2 separate regions of the Macaca mulatta genome follow, and region 2 is linked to region 1. The links are chromatin contacts, called in public Hi-C maps. All regions are on one chromosome and are shown on one strand. Each heading gives the region's core, a stretch centred on a gene start, on an enhancer-like site or on the middle of the called end of the contact. The rest is flanking DNA. Distances are from core to core; before and after follow the strand shown. Region 1 holds the start of ZNF502 (zinc finger protein 502). Region 2 holds the start of TMEM42 (transmembrane protein 42).

Region 1 (6,043 bases), core at 1,710-4,209:
TTAAAAAAAAAACCAAAACTAACAAATCTATAAGAATATATATCAAATTATTTATTGTGATCATTTCTGAAGAATAAAATTATGGTAAACTTTTGCCTTAAAGCCTATGTTTTTGTAATGTTTGAAAATTTTCCCATAGGAATAACTAACTTCTGTGATCAAAGAAAAAGTGAAAAAGCATAATCAGAGATGGCACAGAGATTTATGTACAAAGATCACACTATTACTACAATTGTTAAACAGGCAAATAAACATTGACAGACTACCAAAGATAGATTATGAAAGTATCAAAAATCACAATTTCAAAGAATATTCATGAGAAAATATAATGTTAAAACAGGAAGATACAAAACACTAAAACAAAAACAAGAAATATGCACACATATACTGGGACTAAGCACTCAATACACAGAAACTATTGTTAATAAACAGATAAAACACACACATTTTAAAAAGACATAAAGACAGCCTACACACTTATCTCTAGATCGGTTAATGGGTTACTTTAGTCCTTTATACTCTTCTATATATTTTACTTCTCCTTCAATAAACATATATTACTTTTATAGTTAGAAAAAGTTACTTTTTAAAAACCCAGAAACAAAAACAAAAGGCTATGGTATTGGCCTCCCATTCACAAGATGATAGTAGATTGGATTGGGAGTCAGGAAAGTTTGCTCTGCCAGTAGCCTATGTGAGTGGGCCTACATGACAGGCCATTTATCTGAAAAGGGTAACAACTTAGACAATATTTATGGGTCATTCCAGCTCTCATAATCCGTGAATCCTTGATGAGTTAATTCACATAAAGCATTCAAAAAGATATCTACTCGATGGCAGCACTCAACAGGGGTTAGATGCTATTATGGTTGATACTAAAACCTACAGAGAAAGAAAGACATCTTGGTGATGACCGCATCCTTCCAATCATGGATCATCTGAGCTGTCAGCAGTTTGTCAATGTCAAGGGTCAGCAAACACTTTCTGTAACAGGCCAGAAAGCAAATTTTTTTAGGTTTAATGGGTTAAATGGGATATATAGTCTCTGCCTCAACCATTCAACTTTGCCTTTGTAGTTTGAAAACAGAAATAGACAATATGTAAATTTGCCTGTGTTTTAATAAAACAGTTTTACCAAAAAAAAAAGTGGCAGACCAAATTTGGTCCATATTTGCTGACTCCTAGGTCTATAAGTTGCCCAGAAAGTAATGTACGGGTGCTTCTACAAATGCCTATTGTGGAATAATCTGGCTGTTACTGATTTTAAGATGTTAAAAAGATCCCTCTGCAGATCTGGGGAAAGATGAGTATTATGGTGAAAGATAAAAGGAAACAGGCTCTTAATAGCCCTATCCTGCTAACCTAATAGAGAGCTGGCTTCCTCCCTCTACCTTGTAAGGTTTTGCCCAGATGCCACCTCCTTACCCCTCAATAATTAGCTAAAGGAATCTAGGCGAGCTAGATGAAGTTTTTCAAGAATTTTAAACAATCCCTCCAATGAGACCACATTGAAATGTACTCCTCTCTGAAGCCCTTCTTGGTCTGCATGTCGGCACCATACAGTGCACTCAACCAAGCTGCGGCAGTACACTTTATCTCTTATGCAGCCTTGGGTCACTTAGTAATGTGATCTGGGACAAGTTTTCTATTGTCTTTGTAAGTTTTCTATTCTCTTTGTACCTCAGTTCCCTCACTTAAAAACTATACATAGGCCTGGCGCAGTGTTTCACGCCTGTGATCCCAGCACTTTGGGAGGCCAAGGCAGGCGATTCACCTGAGGTCAGGAGTTCGCGACCAGCCTGATCAACATGGTGAAACCCCGTTTCTACTAAAAATACAAAATTAGCTAGGTGTGGTGGCACATGCCTGTAATCCCAGCTACTCGAGAGGCTGAGGCAGGAGAATCGCTTGAACCCGGGAAGCAGAGGTTGTGGTGAGCCGAGATCGCGCTGTTGCACTCCAGCCTGAGTAACAAGAATGAAACTCCGTCTCAAAAAAACAAAAAACAAAACAAAACAAAAAAACAAAAACCCTACACATAATACGCTGTTGTGAAGATTAAATCAATTAGCACAAATGCTTCAAATAGTGCCTGGTATACAGTAAGTGCTAAATAAATGTAGTTTAAAATATTACCACCAAAATCTGCTTATGCACTTATCGTCCTACACAAGACTGGAAGCATGTTTACATTTGGCAGTCTCCGGCGTCACTCTTTTGTAGCCTCACTCCTGAATTCGGTGTAATGTTTGGCATGTAATGGATAGTAACCCTTCATTGGGAGGCATTAAGGTTTGCATACATGCTATCACATACAACTGTCAACTGGGCTTTGTGAAGAAGCAAGGAACAGACTTCTACACAGTACTTTAGAGATTTCTGTACCCTCCAGAATTGTAACTCAGGTCTCAAGACTCCAAACGAGCGCACTTTACACTATGTGCCGTCTCCTATAAAAACAGGCTCTAAACAAGTTTCGGAGCTACAGGATAGGCCGGGGAAAGAAACTGGTATCTGAACTGAGAATTCTGATCCCCAGGATCTCGTTTCCTGACATGGGTCCTAGGTCTTCATCATCCATCCATCCTTCACTCACTCATTCGTTCACTCACTCTGCCATTTTTCTAGGCATCTCCTCTGTGCTGGGCACTGTGCTGGGCCTTGGGGTCTGCAGTGCTGAGGCTGCAGGTTGGGCGAGCCGAGCCGCCAGGAGTGTCCCAGGTTCGGGCGGCACGCGTAGGCAGCAACTTAGGGAGGATCGAGGCCGGGGCTGACTTCCCAAATAACCCTCCAGCCCGCCGCCCCAGCCGTGGCTCACCGGTGTCCCCTCTTTTCCCTTCCCTGGGTCCCAACCCGCTCACTGTGAGATCCAGGGACTCCCCGCGGAGCGGCGCGGGCGCTCCCGGAGGTTCACGGGAGCCAGGACATCAGCCTTAACTTCTGAAACCGGAAGAGTGGTGGCGCAGCCGGTAGTGCGTCAGCAGCGGGCTCGCGCGGCCATTCTCTGATTCTCTAGGAAGCGGGAGGAACAGCTCTATGGGACCCTAGAAGAAGGCGTTCCCTCCAAGCCCAGCCTGTAACTCCAGCCTTGTTTCCCGTCAAGCCCAGTCGCTTTACTGATATCCCATTAACAACTATCTTGGCCTGAAACACAGTGGCTACCTCAACCCTCAGGAAAATTGTATAGGGAGACGTTGGGATGGAAAGGATGCTGGGTAGGAGCCGGAATGGGCCATCTCAACAAGAAACTAGTATATTCTATCTGCTTAAAATAAGTCTCTATTAAGAACCTTGAGTGATGCCCTGTTATGTTAGAATAAAGGACAAACTCCCAATCTAGGCCCACACAAACTGACCTCAATATCAACGTCTCTTGGTTGCCTATCATATACATTCTGTTCTAACGTTACTGAATTCCCATTGGCCCCCTGAAATCCCTTGCCTGTTCCTGACTCTAGATCTTTTCCCCAGGATTTTCCCTTTGGAATAATCTCCCTTCCTTCTAACTGCTCTCCCTAACCGCAGCTATCCAATTTATCCTGGTTCTTCAAATCCCAATGCCAATTCTCAATTGACCACCTAGACGGTTGCCCTTATGGGTCTTTACAGTCACATATCACTATTAATTATTCTAGCTCTAGCTAACCTTCTATTCAGTGCCCTGCTAAATGCATACACTTGTACTTCTTTCATAGGTATCGTTAGGAAGATACACACAAGTAGCATCCCACCCAAGGACAACTGTGAAAGACCCAATCAGTTCATCTTTATACAACTCTACTCAGCTATATGGAGCTATTACTTATCATTATATCTCAGTGTTTAGCACAATGATTGGTAGAGAAGGTATTCAATAAATAAATACTTGTTGAAATCATTAATCAGATACAGGTGAAATTTAGATTATTTGCATTTTTGATAAACTGAAAAATGAGGATGCCATAGATTAAATCCAGAAAGCAAGCTCTCTGCACATCTGAAAGGAAGTACCACCTAGCTGGCATATTCCCATTTCTTCAGCTCACTCTATCCAGTTGTTATCTCCCTTGGTAGAATGTAAGCTGTTTGAAGGCAGGGGCCTTTTGTGTTTTGTTCATACTGTATCTCTAGCACCTAGAGCACTGGCTGACATACTAGGCGTTCAATCAATATTTAATGAATGACTTAGTCACCATCAACTTCCAACAAGTTACAGGAAATAGTTATTCCATATAGATGTATATTGCTTGTTTGAGAGCTAAAACTGCTGGAAAATTATCTTTCTTCCCCCACATTACCTAAAATATGTACTCCAGAGATGAATATTGCTTCCCTGTGAGAAATAGAAACTCCTTCTAAATCATATTTACCTTACCCGCCAAAAGAGATTATATGAAGGTATTTTCCGGGGCAGGGGTAGTTTTGGGGGGAGAGGGGAGGGGAAACAGGTGAAGAAGGGGAGGCGGCAGGGAAGGTGATAGGGGCCTGGTGGGGGAATCTGGTGGAGCTGGGATCCCCAGGCTCGGTCCAGAGGAAGCAAGGCTGCGATCGCTGAGCAATCCGAGGGCACAGGATGCACCAGAGGATGGGCGGACTCGCCCTTTCCTGCTGGGCCACAGGTGTCCTGGATGAGGCCGCCCCACGCGCCCCCAACGATTTTATAATCAATGGATAAAGTGGGAAAAATGTGGAGTAACTTCAAATACAGGTGTCAGAATCTCTTCCTTCATGAGGGAGGAAGCCGTAGTGAAAATGTTGACATGAACTCCGACAGATGTCTGTCTGTCAAAGATGTCAAAGAGAAAAACATCAGCATAGGAGACTCAACTCTTCAGCAACAAAGCAGTCCCTCGAGAGAAAATGTTGCCTTACAACTGGGATTAAGCCCTTCAAAGAATTCTTCGCCGGGCATGGTGGCTCATGCCTGTAATCCCAGCACTTTGGGAGGCCAAGGCGGGCGGATCACGAGGTCAGGAGATTGAGACCATCCTGGCTAACACGGTGAAATCCCGTCTCTACTAAAAATACAAAAAAAAAAAAAAAAAAAAAAAAAAAAAAAAAAAAAATTAGCCAGGCGTAGCGGCGGGCGCCTGTAGTCCCAGCTACTCGGGAGGCTGAGGCAGGAGAATGGTGTGAACCCGGGAGGCGGAGCTTGCAGTGAGCTGAGACTGCGCCACTGCACTCCAGCCTGGGTGACAGAACGAGACTCCATCTCAAAAAAATTGTGTCATTATGAACACAAAGTTAGAGTTCGCTGGTTAGAATGAGAACCAGTCAAGGCAAAGTAAACGCTCCTGTACCCAAAGGGTGTTAACTAGGTCCGCTTTCATGTGCATCAGACAGTACACCTACAGCAAACACACGTAGCAGTGTTAGGTTTTATCATACAGTATGTAAGCTTAGTGTTAGTATCTGTCAGATGCGACCTGCTGTTATTTATTCAAATAAATATGGTGCCTATTGGAACAACAGAGGATAGAGCTACAGGTGTTCAGTAAGACTACAAAAACACTTTGATGATTTCTCTAACAGTTTGGTTTTTAATGGCTGTAGTATTTGAGTGAGGCAACTCTGGGGCATTTGTTATGAAGAATTCTACTTCTTACTGAAGAACAAATTATTAATATTGGATGAGTATTTCAATAGTGTGACTAATGTTTGAAATTATTTTTTCTAAGAGATTTTCTATAATCTTCCAAAAGTAGTGATATTTGTAGTCACTATAAATCAAGTTTTGGAAGTCAAAAAAATAATAATAAAAGACTGCCTTCATTTTAGGAAAAAAAGCAGTTTTCTGGCCACAAGGGCATAGTGCAGTTCATTTAGGTGTTGATGTAGTTTATAATCAGATGCCTTTTCTCTTCTGCAAAAGATACTGTTAAGTAAACCAGATTTTCTAAATAGTCATTCTTAAAATTTCAGACTTACAAAGCTCGTAGTAGAATTTTATTGGAAGACCCCAGGTTTTTTTCTTTTTTTAATGAGTGCTTTAACTTAAAACAGGCATTTGAAACATCTGCTGCAATGTAGTCTTGCATGTGATTTTTTAAAGTTGATGTGCAGT
Region 2 (6,122 bases), core at 840-3,339, 160 kb before region 1:
CACCTTGCTGGCCATACGATCTTGGGAAGAAGCAAAATGCTAATCCAAAGTCAGTATTTTCTACTGACACCAGCCCCTTATTGGTCTTACAATGACCAGTGCCTGAAGATCAGTCCCAGAGGGCCAAGTAGTTCTTACTCCGTAGGTAGTATGAGTTAAGTCAGGGATGGAGTTCTTACTTCTTGAGATCAGGGAAAGCACGAATTAGCGATGTATGCTCTGTATTCCCACCCCCAAATCCTATACAAGTTATAGCCCAGCAAGGCTCACCCCCTCTGGGCATTCTTGAGCTTTTACTCTGTGTTAGGCCCTGTGCTAAGAGTTTAAGCATTCTCATTTATTCCTTAACTTCATTTTACAGATAAAGACCCAGGGGCATCAAGTAACTTTCTTAAAGTGCTACCGTGATGAGAGCCACCAGGCTTCACAATCAGGCAGTGTACCTCCATGCTCTTAACTAGGACACAGTCCTGCCTGGGGGAAACACCACCTCAGACTATTTAGTGATCCCAGACATTCCTTGGAGAACTTGCAGATAATTTCTTTCTTTTTTAAAGGAGAAAGTCTCAAGAAAAGAGAGGATCTTTAGAAGCCTCCTACACAAAGGATATGCAGCCCCCCTTGCTTGGTGGTGAGTTAGAAGCCGGCCTGGAGACAAGGCGAGGAGGGGAGGGTGCGGGGGGCGGAATCTAAGTATCATATTTATTACTTGTAGTGGTTTCTCAGCAGCTGAACACATAGTGTCTTGAGAAAAAGGTGCTTTCTTATAACTTACACCAGAGTGTCCAGTCTTTTGGCTTCCCTGGGCCACACTGGAAGAATTGTCTTGGGTCACACATATAATACACTAGCACTAATGATAGCTGATGAGCTAAAAACAGTAAAAATAAAATCGCAAAAAAATTCATGTTTTCAGTTTACAAATTTGTGTTGGGTCGCGAGTTGGACAACCTTGTCTTACACAAAGCAGCATATGGGCCAGTGGCAACCTGCTTACATAAAGGGTTATGAAGGTCTGGTTCATGACAACAAACTTCATGGCCCATACAAAGTTATTCATTTTACTTTCGACTACCTACCCTATGAACTACACCCAATGGGATACTAACCTCAAGCATGGCAGCTCCTACTGGATTAGCCCTAAATAGGCTTAACCCTAAATAATCAGTGACCACTGTCCAGGTCAGAGGCTAACCCTGGGCTGCAGATGCAATGAAACCCCTCTAGCAAGCAGAGGCTGGTCTACGACATGGGACGGGAGAGGCAGAGATACACCTTAGCAGACGCCAGGAGGCAAGTTTGGGAGTTCTCAGCGTCAGGAAAACAACCAGAACGTCTCTGTCAGTATCTGCTTATGCCTACAGTATCCCAAACTCCCAATTTTCCTGGTAGTGGGGCAGACAGGTCATCTGGTCACAATACCCGTTAATTACGGAGTAAAGGGATGGGCAACAGGCTTCTCACCTTAAGAGTCACGTGGAGAGAAATGTTCAGGCACAAGGGACTTAAAATGAGAGGTAGAGGGTGGATGTAGGAGGTGTAGGTCTTCCCCGAGAGCGAACTAGCCCAACCGGAGAAAAGGTTTTAGGTCCCTGGTAAGGGAGGAGGCCTCAGTCCCCGACGTCTCTTACCGCCTACACTGGACGAGGGTTTGGCGTGATTAGAGGCGAAACACACTCTCCCACCCCAGCTGACCGCAGCGCCGTGCGCGGCCGGGGGCCCCAGCCGGACAGACCGGCGAGGGTGCGGCGGCGCCCTGTGCCCACCCCCGCCCCACCCCAGGAGCCCCGCGGGCCCCGCAGCGCCCCTCCTCCGCCCAGCGCCGCCCAGCCCGCCCGCCCGCAGCAGCAGCAGCAGCAGCGCCCCGGGCTCGACCTCGCTGCCGAAGGCCAGCTTGGCGGAGGCGGCGGCCAGGGCCCCGAACGCGCCGGCGCACAGGCAGTTGAATACGCCCCAAAAGCGGCGCCGCATTGCACCCGCCTGGAGGTGCGGAGGGAATTCCGCAGGGGTGTCGGGGTAGGCGGTCGCAGACACGGCGCCGCCCGGAGGCCGCGGCCTCTCGGCCATGTTGCCCGCTGCCACCGTGCCTGGCGCCAGCCGCCAGCAGGACCGAGCGCGCGCCACGATTGGACGGCAGCCTCACGTGACGCGGCGCTCCCGTGACGCGGCGCTCCCGCAGGCACTTTGGGAATCGCTCCCCGGCGCCTCGGAGGGGGCGGGCCAGGGGGCGTGGCAGAGCCTCAGGGCTATGGTGGCCTCAGGCTTACTCTGTAGTAGGTTTGTGCTTCCCGAGAGGACGCCGGGACCCGAGGCCTAAGGCCGAGCCGGGTACTGTGGACGCTGTGGTAGTAGGTAAACATCTCGCGGCTTAGCCGTCTCCATCCCGGCCACCGGGTCCCGGTGAAAGTTATTAAAGATGCCGAACGGGCCCCGCCTCGGCCCACCGAGTCCATACAGGTCGACCAGGCCTCCTCCGCTCCACCCTCCAGCCTGAGGACGCCGTACCGAGATCTTCGGCAGAGGGCGCTGGGTACCGTTAGACCCAGAAAGACGCCAGAGCCCCAGATGGGGACAAGCGCATCACAGAAAACCAAAAAATGCGGATCCGCGATGAGAGGAAGATAGTAATCCATAATCAAGCCACGCAGAATCAACATGACTTCTAATCTCCTATTGCACTTACATGTTTAAAATGTTTACGGCCGGGCGTGGTAGCTCACGCCTGTAATCCCAGCGCTTTGGGAGGCCTAGGCGGGCGGATCACCTGAAGTTGGAAGTTCCAGACCAGCCTGACCAACATGGAGAAACCCCGTCTCTACTAAAAATACAAAATTAGCCAGGCGTGGTGAGCATGCCTGTAATCCCAACTACTCGGGATGCTGAGGCAGGAGAAGCGCTTGAACCCAGGAGGCGTTGGTTGTGGTGAGCCCAGATCGTGCCATTGCACTCCAGCCTGGGCAACAAGAGTGAACTCCGTCTCAAAAATAGAAATAAAATGTTCCCATTTAAAAATTACATTCCCTTGAAAATAAAGTGGTGTTGAAATGTATAAAGTGCTGTTGCAACTCTCCAGGAAAATCAATGTTAATAGAGCATTTTTCTATATGTCTATTGTTATATACAGTTAAAGTGTTTTAAAAAATTATAGAATGTATATGCATTTTTTAAACAAAAATTATTTCGCAGTTGAACATACTGATCAGCAGCATTCTTTTTGTATCTTATGTTTAGCAACTTTTTATGGAAGTCCTTCCACACTGTGCTGCTTCTCTCACAGGGTGGTTTTGTGGCTCAAATAAAAGCACGGATAAGGCTGAGCGCGGTGGCTCACACCTGTAATCCCAGCACTTTGGGAGGCTGAGGTGGGTGACTATGAGGTCAGGAGTTCAAGACCAGCCTGGTCAAGATGGTGAAACTCCATCTCTACTAAAAGTACAAAAAAAAATTAGCCAGGCATGGTGGCAGGCACCTGTAATCCCAGCTACTCGGGAAGCTGAGGCAAATAATTGCTTGAACCTGGAGGCAGAGGTTGCAGTGAGCCGAAATTGCACCACTGCCTTCTAGCCTGGGTGACAGAGTAAGACTCTGTCTCAAAAAAAAAAAAAAAAAAAAAAAAAAGCACGGGTAATTTCAGTAACGCCGATATAGTACAAACTGTCCCATTTTGCAGATGAGGAAATAGGCTCAGAGGTCTCACTGCACCACTCCATTGAGTAAAGAGCTGCTCAAAGATGATACCCTCTGAAAGCTCTTATGAGGAAATCAAGAGGTGTTGCATTGATCAACTCTGCATGCATTAAGAATGTAAAGCGAATTTTCTTAGAACAAATGATGCCTCTACTAGTACTAAAGGTTAAGCATCTCAGAGCCACCTCCTCTGTAAAGCCGTCTCTGCTACTCCCCTACCTTCATACCAGTCCTGTGGTTGTTCCTCTGGTTGTCTGTCTCTCTGCTAGCCTGCAAGCTCCTTGAGGGCAGGGACTATATCGTTGTTAATCTCCGGGTCCCCAGCCCTGGTGATGATGGGCTAAAGTGATGCCATCCTCAGACACTGCTGAGAAGTGATTTCTGCCTCTTCGAAACTACTGTGTACACACATCACCTAGGGATCTTGCTAAGATGAAGATTCTGATTAGGTCTACAGCTAGACTGAATTTTGTTTGTTTTTAGAGGGACACAGGGTCTCTGTCACCGAGGCTAGGGTGCAATGGTGTAATCATGGCTCACTTCAGCCTTGAGCTGCCAGGCTCAAGCCATCCTCTCCATTCAGCCTCCTGAGTAACTAAGACTACAGGCATGTACCATCAAACCCAGACAATTTTTTCTTTTTCTTTTTTTTTTTTGAGACAGGGTCTTGCTTTGCCAGCCTGGCGTACAATGGCGGATCATAGCTCACTGCAGCCTCAACCTGCTGGGCTCAAGTGATTCTCCCACTTCAGCCTCCTGAGTAGCAGGGACTATGGGTGCATCATGCCTGGCTAATTTTTGTATTGTTTTGTATAGACAGGATTTGACATGTTGCCCAGGCTGGTCTTGAACCCCTGAGTTCAAGTGATCCACCTACTTTGGCCTCCCAAAATGCTGGGATTATGGGCATGTGCCACTGCACCCCAGCCCCCAGCTCCAAAAATTAGATTCCGGCCCTCCAACCCCACAACAGGACCTAATTAACCTCACCTTCAAGGTGTACAATAATAGAGGCAGCCAAGTAGCAATGTATTTCTGAGTTGCAATTACTTGCCTCCACTGTGAGAGAAACCCCAGCCACATCTCCAGCACGCAAGAACTTCAAAACGTCTGAACCACAGTGGCCAGGCATTCCTTCAGGACTGCCTCTCCCAGGATCTTGCTTCAAGTGCTGGAAATCTGGCCACTGGGCCAAGAAATGCCCAAAGCCCGGGATTCCTCCTAAGCCATGTCCCAACTGTGCAGGACCCCACTAGAAATCGGACTGTCCAACTCGCCCGGCAGTTGGACACTCCCAGAGCCCCTGGAACTCTGGCCCAAGGCTCTCTGACTGACTCCTTCCCAGATCTTCTCAGCTTAGCAGCTGAAGACTGATGCTGCCCGATCGCCTTGGAGGACCCCTGGACCGTCATGGACACCGAGCTTCGGGTAACTCTTACAGCGGAGGATAAGTGCATCCCCTTCTTAATCAATACAGAGGCTACCAACTCCACATTACCTTCTTTTCAAGGGCCTGTTTCCCTTGCCTCCATAACTGTTGTGGGTATTGACGGCCAGGCTTTTAAACCTCTTAAAACTCCCCAACTCTGGTGCCAACTTGGACAACATTCTTTAATACACTCCTTTTTATTTATCCTCACATGCCCAGTTCCCTTATTAGGCGGAAACATTTTAACCAAATTATCTGCTTCCCTGATTATTCCTGGACTACAGCCACATCTCATTGCCACCCTTCTTCCCAACCCAAAGCCTCCTTTGCGTCTTCCTCTTGTATCCCCCCACCTTAACCCACAAGTATGGGACACCTCCACTCCCTCTCTGGCAACTGATCACACGCCCATTACTATCCCATTAAAATATAATCATCCTTACCCTGCTCAACGCCAGTATCCCATCCCACAACAGGCTTTAAGGGGATTAAAGCTTGTTATCACTTGCCTGCTACACAGCATGGGCTCCTAAAACCTATAATCTCTCCTTACAATTCTCCCATTTTACCTGTTCAAAAAGAGGACAAGTCTTACAGGTTAGTTCAGGATCTGTGCCTTATCAACCAAATTGTTTTGCCTGTCCACCCCGTGGTGCCAAACCCGTACACTCTTTTGTCCTCAATACCTTCCTCCACAACCCACTGTTCCGTTCTTGATCTTAAAGATGCTTTTTTCACTATTCCTCTACACCCCTCGTCCCAGCCTCTCTTTGCTTTTACCTGGACTGACCCTGACACCCATCAGTCCCAGCAGCTTATCTGGGCTGTACTGCCACAAGGCTTCAGGGACAGCCCTCATTACTTCAGCCAAGCTCTTTCTCATGATTTACTTTCTTTCCACCCCTCCGTTTCTCACCTTATTCAATATATTGATGACCTTCTACTTTGTAGCCCCTCCTACTCAACAAGACACCCTCCTGCTCCTTCAACATTTATTCTCCAAGGG

What was found. A called contact is a pair of places that touch in the nucleus more often than the background predicts.
Region 2: a Hi-C map of fetal cortical plate shows a contact between it and region 1, with 4 times the contacts expected there. The contact joins the promoter of TMEM42 here to the promoter of ZNF502 in region 1. A contact is called at or near these places in 3 of 14 Hi-C or Micro-C datasets (CD4 T cells, fetal cortical plate and liver).

The regions. Positions count from the first base shown.
Region 1 is chr2:108,035,485-108,041,527 of T2T-MMU8v2.0, reverse strand. It overlaps ZNF502 (zinc finger protein 502), which reads right to left and starts at 2,959. Exons shown (of 4, transcript XM_028844025.2): 1 at 2,819-2,959; 2 at 887-984.
Region 2 is chr2:108,195,118-108,201,239 of T2T-MMU8v2.0, reverse strand. It overlaps TMEM42 (transmembrane protein 42), which reads right to left and starts at 2,089. Exons shown (of 3, transcript NM_001194661.1): 1 at 1,876-2,089. The coding sequence starts at 2,067.